Regions from separate parts of the Capsicum annuum genome. Here region 1 is linked to region 2. A link is a contact called in public Hi-C data. All regions are on one chromosome and are shown on one strand. Each heading gives the region's core, a stretch centred on a gene start, on an enhancer-like site or on the middle of the called end of the contact. The rest is flanking DNA. Distances are from core to core; before and after follow the strand shown. Region 1 has its middle 130 kb from the start of LOC107869683. Region 2 has its middle 150 kb from the start of LOC124897986.

The links. A called contact is a pair of places that touch in the nucleus more often than the background predicts.
Region 1: a contact with region 2 is called in a Hi-C map of leaf, with 2.4 times the contacts expected there. The contact joins two enhancer-like sites. A contact is called at or near these places in 2 of 5 Hi-C or Micro-C datasets (leaf and placenta).

The regions. Positions count from the first base shown.
Region 1 is chr4:132,532,269-132,535,897 of UCD10Xv1.1, forward strand. No RefSeq gene overlaps it. Among protein-coding and RNA genes, the nearest start is that of LOC107869683, 130 kb to the right of the region's middle. Within about 2 kb of position 2,198, at least 1 of the 5 cell types and tissues checked has an H3K27ac peak or open chromatin away from gene starts, as enhancers often do.
Region 2 is chr4:132,464,427-132,468,186 of UCD10Xv1.1, forward strand. No RefSeq gene overlaps it. Among protein-coding and RNA genes, the nearest start is that of LOC124897986, 150 kb to the left of the region's middle. Within about 2 kb of position 2,270, at least 3 of the 5 cell types and tissues checked have an H3K27ac peak or open chromatin away from gene starts, as enhancers often do.

The DNA.
Region 1 (3,629 bases), core at 948-3,447, 68 kb after region 2:
GTTTCATGCATATTTTAAACATTCATGGTGCTGCATCTTTAAAATAAAAATATAATATTTCTAAATGATTTTTAATCTATAATATTTTAAATTTTATTTTTAACCATGGTAAGCAGCAGTGGTAAAGCTTATGTGAAGAAGAAGATGAAGATCAATTTGTCAAGAAAATCAAGCCAAAAAGAGGAGATTTGTCAGGGGTTTTGTCCATATTTTCTTATCTAATTTGAATATTTAGTTTCCATTGAAGGAAAGTAAAAGTATTACCATATTTTATTTTTTACTTTTCCCAGAAGAAAAATATAATTCTCTTCCATAATTGGATAACCTCTTTCTTAAAGGAAACATTTTGTAACTTTATAAATTGAATTCGCTTCTAATACCAACAACAGAATAACATCCACGGTATAGTCTTTAAAGTGTCTTGTTTAGGGGGAGATTTCTTCCTATAGATTTATGTCTTTTTTAATACTAGTTTTTAATATGTAGGTTGCTTGATCAAATCATATTAATAATATATTTTTTAGTATATTTTTTTCATCGTCTAAATTATCGTCTCTATGGTTTGTAAACTATTAGCTTTTGCATGACGCCCTCTCGATTTCGAATCCAACACTGAACTGATAAATCGAGTCAAACCAACTTAATATACTGAAAACTAACTTGATTTGATTTTAAAGTTTTAAAAACTGATAACATTTGCTTTTGTTTGGTATTGATTTGAAAAAGATCGAAACCAAACCGAGCCAAACTGAAAATAAGAACATATTTAAAATTAATATTTATCAGTCAATAATTAAATTTTATCTCTTTCTTCATAATTTTGTTCATTTCAAGTCCAACAATTATTCAAATAATTAAAATAAAAAGTTGGTCCATCTGGTCTCCCTAATCCATTTAAGTTTAAGGTACAAAAATTGTCTTATTAAAACTAGCGAGCTGCTATTTTGTGGAATTATAGGTGCCTTAGCAGCTTAATGAACGGTTGAGTACTATATCCTATATATTCGTTGCTTTGTGAGTCCCTCTACAGCATGAATTGCGTGAAGTTCTCGTGATGTGCGTTTCAATTTTCCAATTGAATATTGTTGTCTTGAAGTCTCCACTATCTTCTGCATGCATATTGCTTTGCTAAAAATACATTCTTAAAACCCGCAAAAACCAAACTGATAGGACTGACAAAATCGAGATCGATCGAATTTATACTATATCCTATATATTCGTTGCTTTGTGAGTCCCTCTACAGCATGAATTGCGTGAAGTTCTCGTGATGTGCGTTTCAATTTTCCAATTGAATATTGTTGTCTTGAAGTCTCCACTATCTTCTGCATGCATATTGCTTTGCTAAAAATATATTCTTAAAACCCGCAAAAACCAAACTGATAGGACTGACAAAATCGAGATCGATCGAATTTATATTATAATTATTTGGTTTGGTTTGAATATAGAAAAAAGCATTTTGTTGTTTTGATTTGGTTTTAACCAAAATCGAGTTAAATCGGACCTTGAACACCCCTAGCTTCAGTAAAGAGATGTGGAGAGGTTGGCAGTAATAGATCAATAGAGAGGTAGAGCTGGTAGAGCCATGAAAAATTAGGGAGAGGTAATTAGATAAGGTGTGGAAGTGAAACATCTCCATGAAAAATTAGGGAGAGGTAATTAGATAAGGTGTGGAAGTGAAACATCTCCGGCTCATTGAAAACATATGACCCTAAATAAGAAAGCACATGAAAATCAAAAATTAAAATAAAAGATTAATAATTGGTCGATTATTTTATCCCTTTTCCGAGAAGAGCATGGTTTAGGGTAGAGCACATTATTTGTCTCTCTTCTCCTTACCAATATCAGATTACAATCTACCGTTATCTTTGAGATTGTTTACTACCGTAGTCGTCTTTTTTAGTTTGACCATCTTGACTCTTTTTCTGTCAATATTCTTCTTTATTTGCATTTTAACTTATTTTAATCTAAGTAACTTTTGAATGGATCAATAATTCACTTATTTATTAACTAAATTTATTTTTAATTTATTTAAAATTTAATTAAATCCACTCACACCTCTAATGCCAATAAAAAAACTGTAAGGATAAATTAAGGGTGCATATAACATTTCAATTTAATTATACATGAGGACAAAGTAGTGGTTTCGTCACTCCTTATGGATGTTGTGGATATGAAGAGGAGGAAAGGAAGGCGAAAATGCTATAGCGTATGGAATAATTGTGATCACCATCAGCTCCTCTATCTCTATATATTCTATACTAGTTACTTGCACGGGCCCAATAAATACTTTTTAAAAATTTATTTTAATTATTGTGATTTATAGTATTGTTTTAAAATATATAATATATTATCTTTTTAGATATTTTAAGTTATTAACTATTGTAAGTTATAATATGTTTTATGTAATTTTCAAATAATATATATTGTTTTCGTTGTCCAAATTTTTGTAGCACTGATAGTCAATTACATTTTTAAAAATAATTTAAGTTTTAAATTATTGTGATGTCTAGTATTTTTTTCTTCTATTCCAATTTAAGTGTCATAATTTTTAGATGAACATAATAATTAATTATGGGTGATATAGTAAAGTTATGATTGAAGCAGCGAAACAGACATGTCTTAATGACTCACAAAAACTAATTAGAAGTAATGTAACAAAATTACAATAAAAAATACTTGTGAATTTTTTTTTGAAGTGGACCTTGTATAAGACGTCAAGTTAATTTAAAACATGAAGAGTTAATTTATCATTTTATATCTATTTTACCTTTTTTTATCAAATATTATTAATTGACAAAATACGTAAATGGTCATAATCATTAATTAGGAGTGACATAGTAAAATCACGATTGAAACAGCGAAGCAGACATGTCTAATTAGAAGTGATATAACAAAATTACTATACAAAAATACTTGCGGGAAAAAAATTAAATGGGCTTCATATAAAACGTCAAGTAAATTTAATATTAAATATTATTAATTTTTTAATACTTAGATGACTTTGTAATAATTTTTTAATATTAATTTTTTATTATGTAGATGACTTATAATAATTGACTATGCGTGATATAGTCAAATTATGGGTGAAGCGGCTTATGAAATAAGTAGAAGAAGCAGACATATTGACGGAGACAATTGAAGCAGTTGAAGTAGAAATGTCATAAATACCTATTTTATTTTTTTATTAAATATTATTAATTTTTAATATGTAAATAACTTATTATAATTGATTAGGGATGATATAATAAAATCAAGTACTAATTAAAAGTGATATAGCAAAATTACTATAAAAAATATTTGTGAATTATTTTTAAGTGGACCTCATATAAGTCGTCAACTTCATTTAAAATATCAATAGTTAATTTATCATTTCATATTATTTTTTACCTTTTCTATCAAATATATATTTTTTAATACTCAGATGACACAGAATAATTAATTAAGAGTGATATTTAATGAAGCTAGGATTGAAGTAGCTGAAGCAAACACGTCATAAATGTCTATTATACTTTTTTATTAAATATTATTAATTTTTTAATACATAAATGACCTATAATAATTAATTAAAGGTGATATAGTAAAATCACGAAGCAAGCAGCTGAAGAAGAAGCAGGCATGTTGACGGAGAG
Region 2 (3,760 bases), core at 1,020-3,519:
TTAAAGATAGAATATTTTTATGTCACAAATATATTAATTTTTAACGTTAAATGATGTTTATGTTTGATTTTTTTTATGCGATAGAATCAATGTTAGGTAATTACAGATACATTTTACTTATATTTGATTTCAATTATTCAATTTTTCAATTCTTTTTAATTTTCACCTACAACATGCCTAGTGTAAGTGAAAAAATAATTTTTCACACGATAAAAGTTAATTTAGCAATAGTAACCTCAGCTTGTAGCCGTAATAAATTATTTCAAACAAAATATTATAATTAATCAATATTTCTACTTCAGGGTATTAAGAAATGTGAAAATAATTAAATGTGGACATAGTTAATTTTTATTTAGAGTACTAAGAAACTATGACAATGGTTAGTTTAATAGCTATAATGAGTGATTATTTTGGGTTGAGGGTCAACATTTATGAACTCTATAATTTTTATAATGTGTTAATATCTATCACGTCTAAAGAATTTTTAATATACACAATCGTTGTAGAAATATTTTTTAATTATATTTTAAAACTATTTATATATGTTCAATTTTTTTAAACATAAAAATAAAATTACTTAGTTAAAGTTCATATTAATAACAAATATAATTAATGATTCAAAAGTTAATAATTGTATATTTTTAATTCACCCGTTAACAAATATAATAATTAAAGTACGTAGGATCACAAGACTATAACATTAATATAATGTGTGACTTTCTTGAATTGATGTTTAACCAATATCGACTTTTTTTGAACTATATGATTTTTATTTTGTGTCGATATCATGTCTAAAGTAATTTGAGCTTTGACTATCGCTATTGAAATATTTTAAACTATATTTTTTAAAAAAACTATTCAAATATGTAGTTTAAATTTGTATAAACATAAAAATTAATATAGTTCCTTAATTAGAAGTCATATATATTAATAAAAATATAAATAATGGTTTCTAAGTTATCAAATCGGCGTAACATAGTGACGCAAGACTACAATATCAATGTGTGACTCTCTTAGGTTATTGTTAATCAAAGTCGACACGCTTATGAACTATATGATTTTTATAACTTGTCAATGTCTACCACGTCTAAAGTGATTTAAGTTTTTATTATTTTTATTAAAATATTGTCATATTATATTAAAAATTATTTAACTATGCAAACTTTTAATTTTAAAAATCGTAAATATTTTTTATTCTTTTCTTTATGTATTTTTCTTATCATGTATATATAATTTAAGTGTAAGATTAATATAGGGTAATTTTTTTTGCCAACTAAGAAATTTTTTATGCAAAAAGTAAGTGACGGAGAAAAGAAAATTTTTATGCAAAATTTTTAAATGTTATGTTGACTTTTTTCTGCTCTACTTCTAAAAATAGATAGAAAATATTTGAAATGAAAAAAAAATCATTTGAATTACCATGAGAAAAATTATAGCATAATTAAAATTATACAACTGAATTCATAAAAAAATAATTAACTTTTTGTGTTGGAAATTTTGATAATTGCTTATTTTATGTAATACTAAACTACGAATCAGATTTCAACAAAAATAAAAAACTAAAAGTTATTCAAAATATTGATAGGTTTTAAGATATATATCTATATCTCCTATTTATCTATATAAACTAAAGAGATTTAAAATTTAAAATTAAAGATTAAAAAAATAAGAATTATTTATATGATAAAACGTATAATTATAATACTACTTTGGTCACACTGATTTTTGATATATGAGAATATAATTAATTAATTTTATATTATTATTTTTATCCTAGACTATTCTTTTCAAGCAATAAGTACTATGCAATCATATTTATGAAAATTATGTTAAATTGTCCATTCTCATGTATTGGGATAGTTTCCAATGTATTGGGAAAGAGTAATAAAACAAGTAATGAAAGAATTTTAAATTTAAGATGAAAGGGGCAAAAATGTTCAAAAGAAAGCTAATTTACTGTGTGAATAAAATTTATTATTATTATGGCCAAATTTTGTGGCCAAATGAATTTTCCCTTTTCTTTTTGGTAGGAAAAGTCAATTTTTCATTTCTTTTTTCCCGAAAACAATAATTGATTGTGAATCAATAATAGAGGAAGGAAAAGGTTGCTAAAGAGGCTGGAGTGGGATTCATGTGAAAGATAAACTTTTATACTTGAAACTTTACAAAGATTGAAGTGGTTTCCAGGCAATATATACATTAGATTCCAAGACAGTCTTCTCCTTTTTAAATTTAACACTTCTATCTTCTATGTATAATAACTAACTCACCTGTTCAACTCCCGTGGACCAATCTTTTTAAATAAAGAGAAATTGCCTTTCTTTTCCTTCCCTCATTGAGAACTTCTTAATTTGAAAAAAGACCAACACAGAGAATCTTGGAGGGATATGATAAATCATTTCAGCATATACTATTTACAATGTTTGACTGAACGTAGGGGCGTCAAATGAACGAATAGATTGAATTTGAATGAGTTAAAAGAAAATTTGACATTTCATAACAATCATACTCAACGAATAAATTGAATTTGAACGAGTTAAAAGAAAATTTGACATTTCATAACAATCATACTCAACGAATAAATTGAATTTGAATGAGTTAAAAAAAAATTTGACATTTCATAACAATCATACTCAGTAAACAACATAAAATAGCACAAACTTTTTATTATTAGCACAAGATAGCCCATAGACGTTACCAACAAATCACGAGCGCTGTCCACTAAAATAACAAGAAACTAGCTTGAAATTAAGCGAGTGAATGAGATCCCAAAAATATTTTCCGCAATATGTAAAGAAATGCTTAGAAGACACGTGTAAGCCAATTCCCATCATCGTAATCATAATTCACTCTATTCCATCAAGTTCGAACCTAACCAAAGGATCGTTCCTTCTTCCTTCTCTTTCACATTGTTCATGGGCTCCCTCCCACCCCACCTCCATTCCTTTATTGATGCTTGGTTCGAATTTTTACATCTGGTGCAATTGTAATTTATTCATTTGGGTAATAATCCGTTTAAATATAAATTTTGGAGATTCTTGGAGAATGATTTGAAGTAGGTTGGAGCTGATATTCAGATAAAAACTTGAGGTTCGAAACGACATCATCTACCATGCATATACCTTATATATTCCTTGTGTATTCATGTATATCTTCCACATATATCAATGTATTTCTTGTATATCAGTATATTGGTGTATATATATGAATAAATTTGTGTGATATAACCGAATATACACTACATTTTCGTTATGAGTTTTTCCATGTCGAATTTAGCTATATTTTAAGTCCAAAGATGTACAAATCACCCAATATATCCTTAGGAGTTTTTTTATGCCACATTGTCTAGGTTTGCTATGAATTCCAACCATATTGACTCAACAAAATACTAACAATAATCGTCTAATGGAGAAAAATTTATGGAGATGCATGGAATGTAAAGATGTACATGTGGCATACATTAGAGTGATTAAGGATATATAAAATGGAGTCAAGACATAAGAGAGGAAACTCTGAACACTTTCAAGTCAATATAAGGTTGCATCAGGGATAAACTCATAGTCCACCTTATATGCATTGGTGAAAGATGAATAAACAAGGCATATTTAATAGAAGGTTTCATGGTGTATGTTATTTGCATATGATATCATATTAATTGACGACACATGGTGAAGTTAACGGTAGGCTGAAAGTTTGGAGATTGATCTTTGATTTTAGATCTTTCAGGTTAAGCAGGACTAAGATAAAGTACATAGAATGC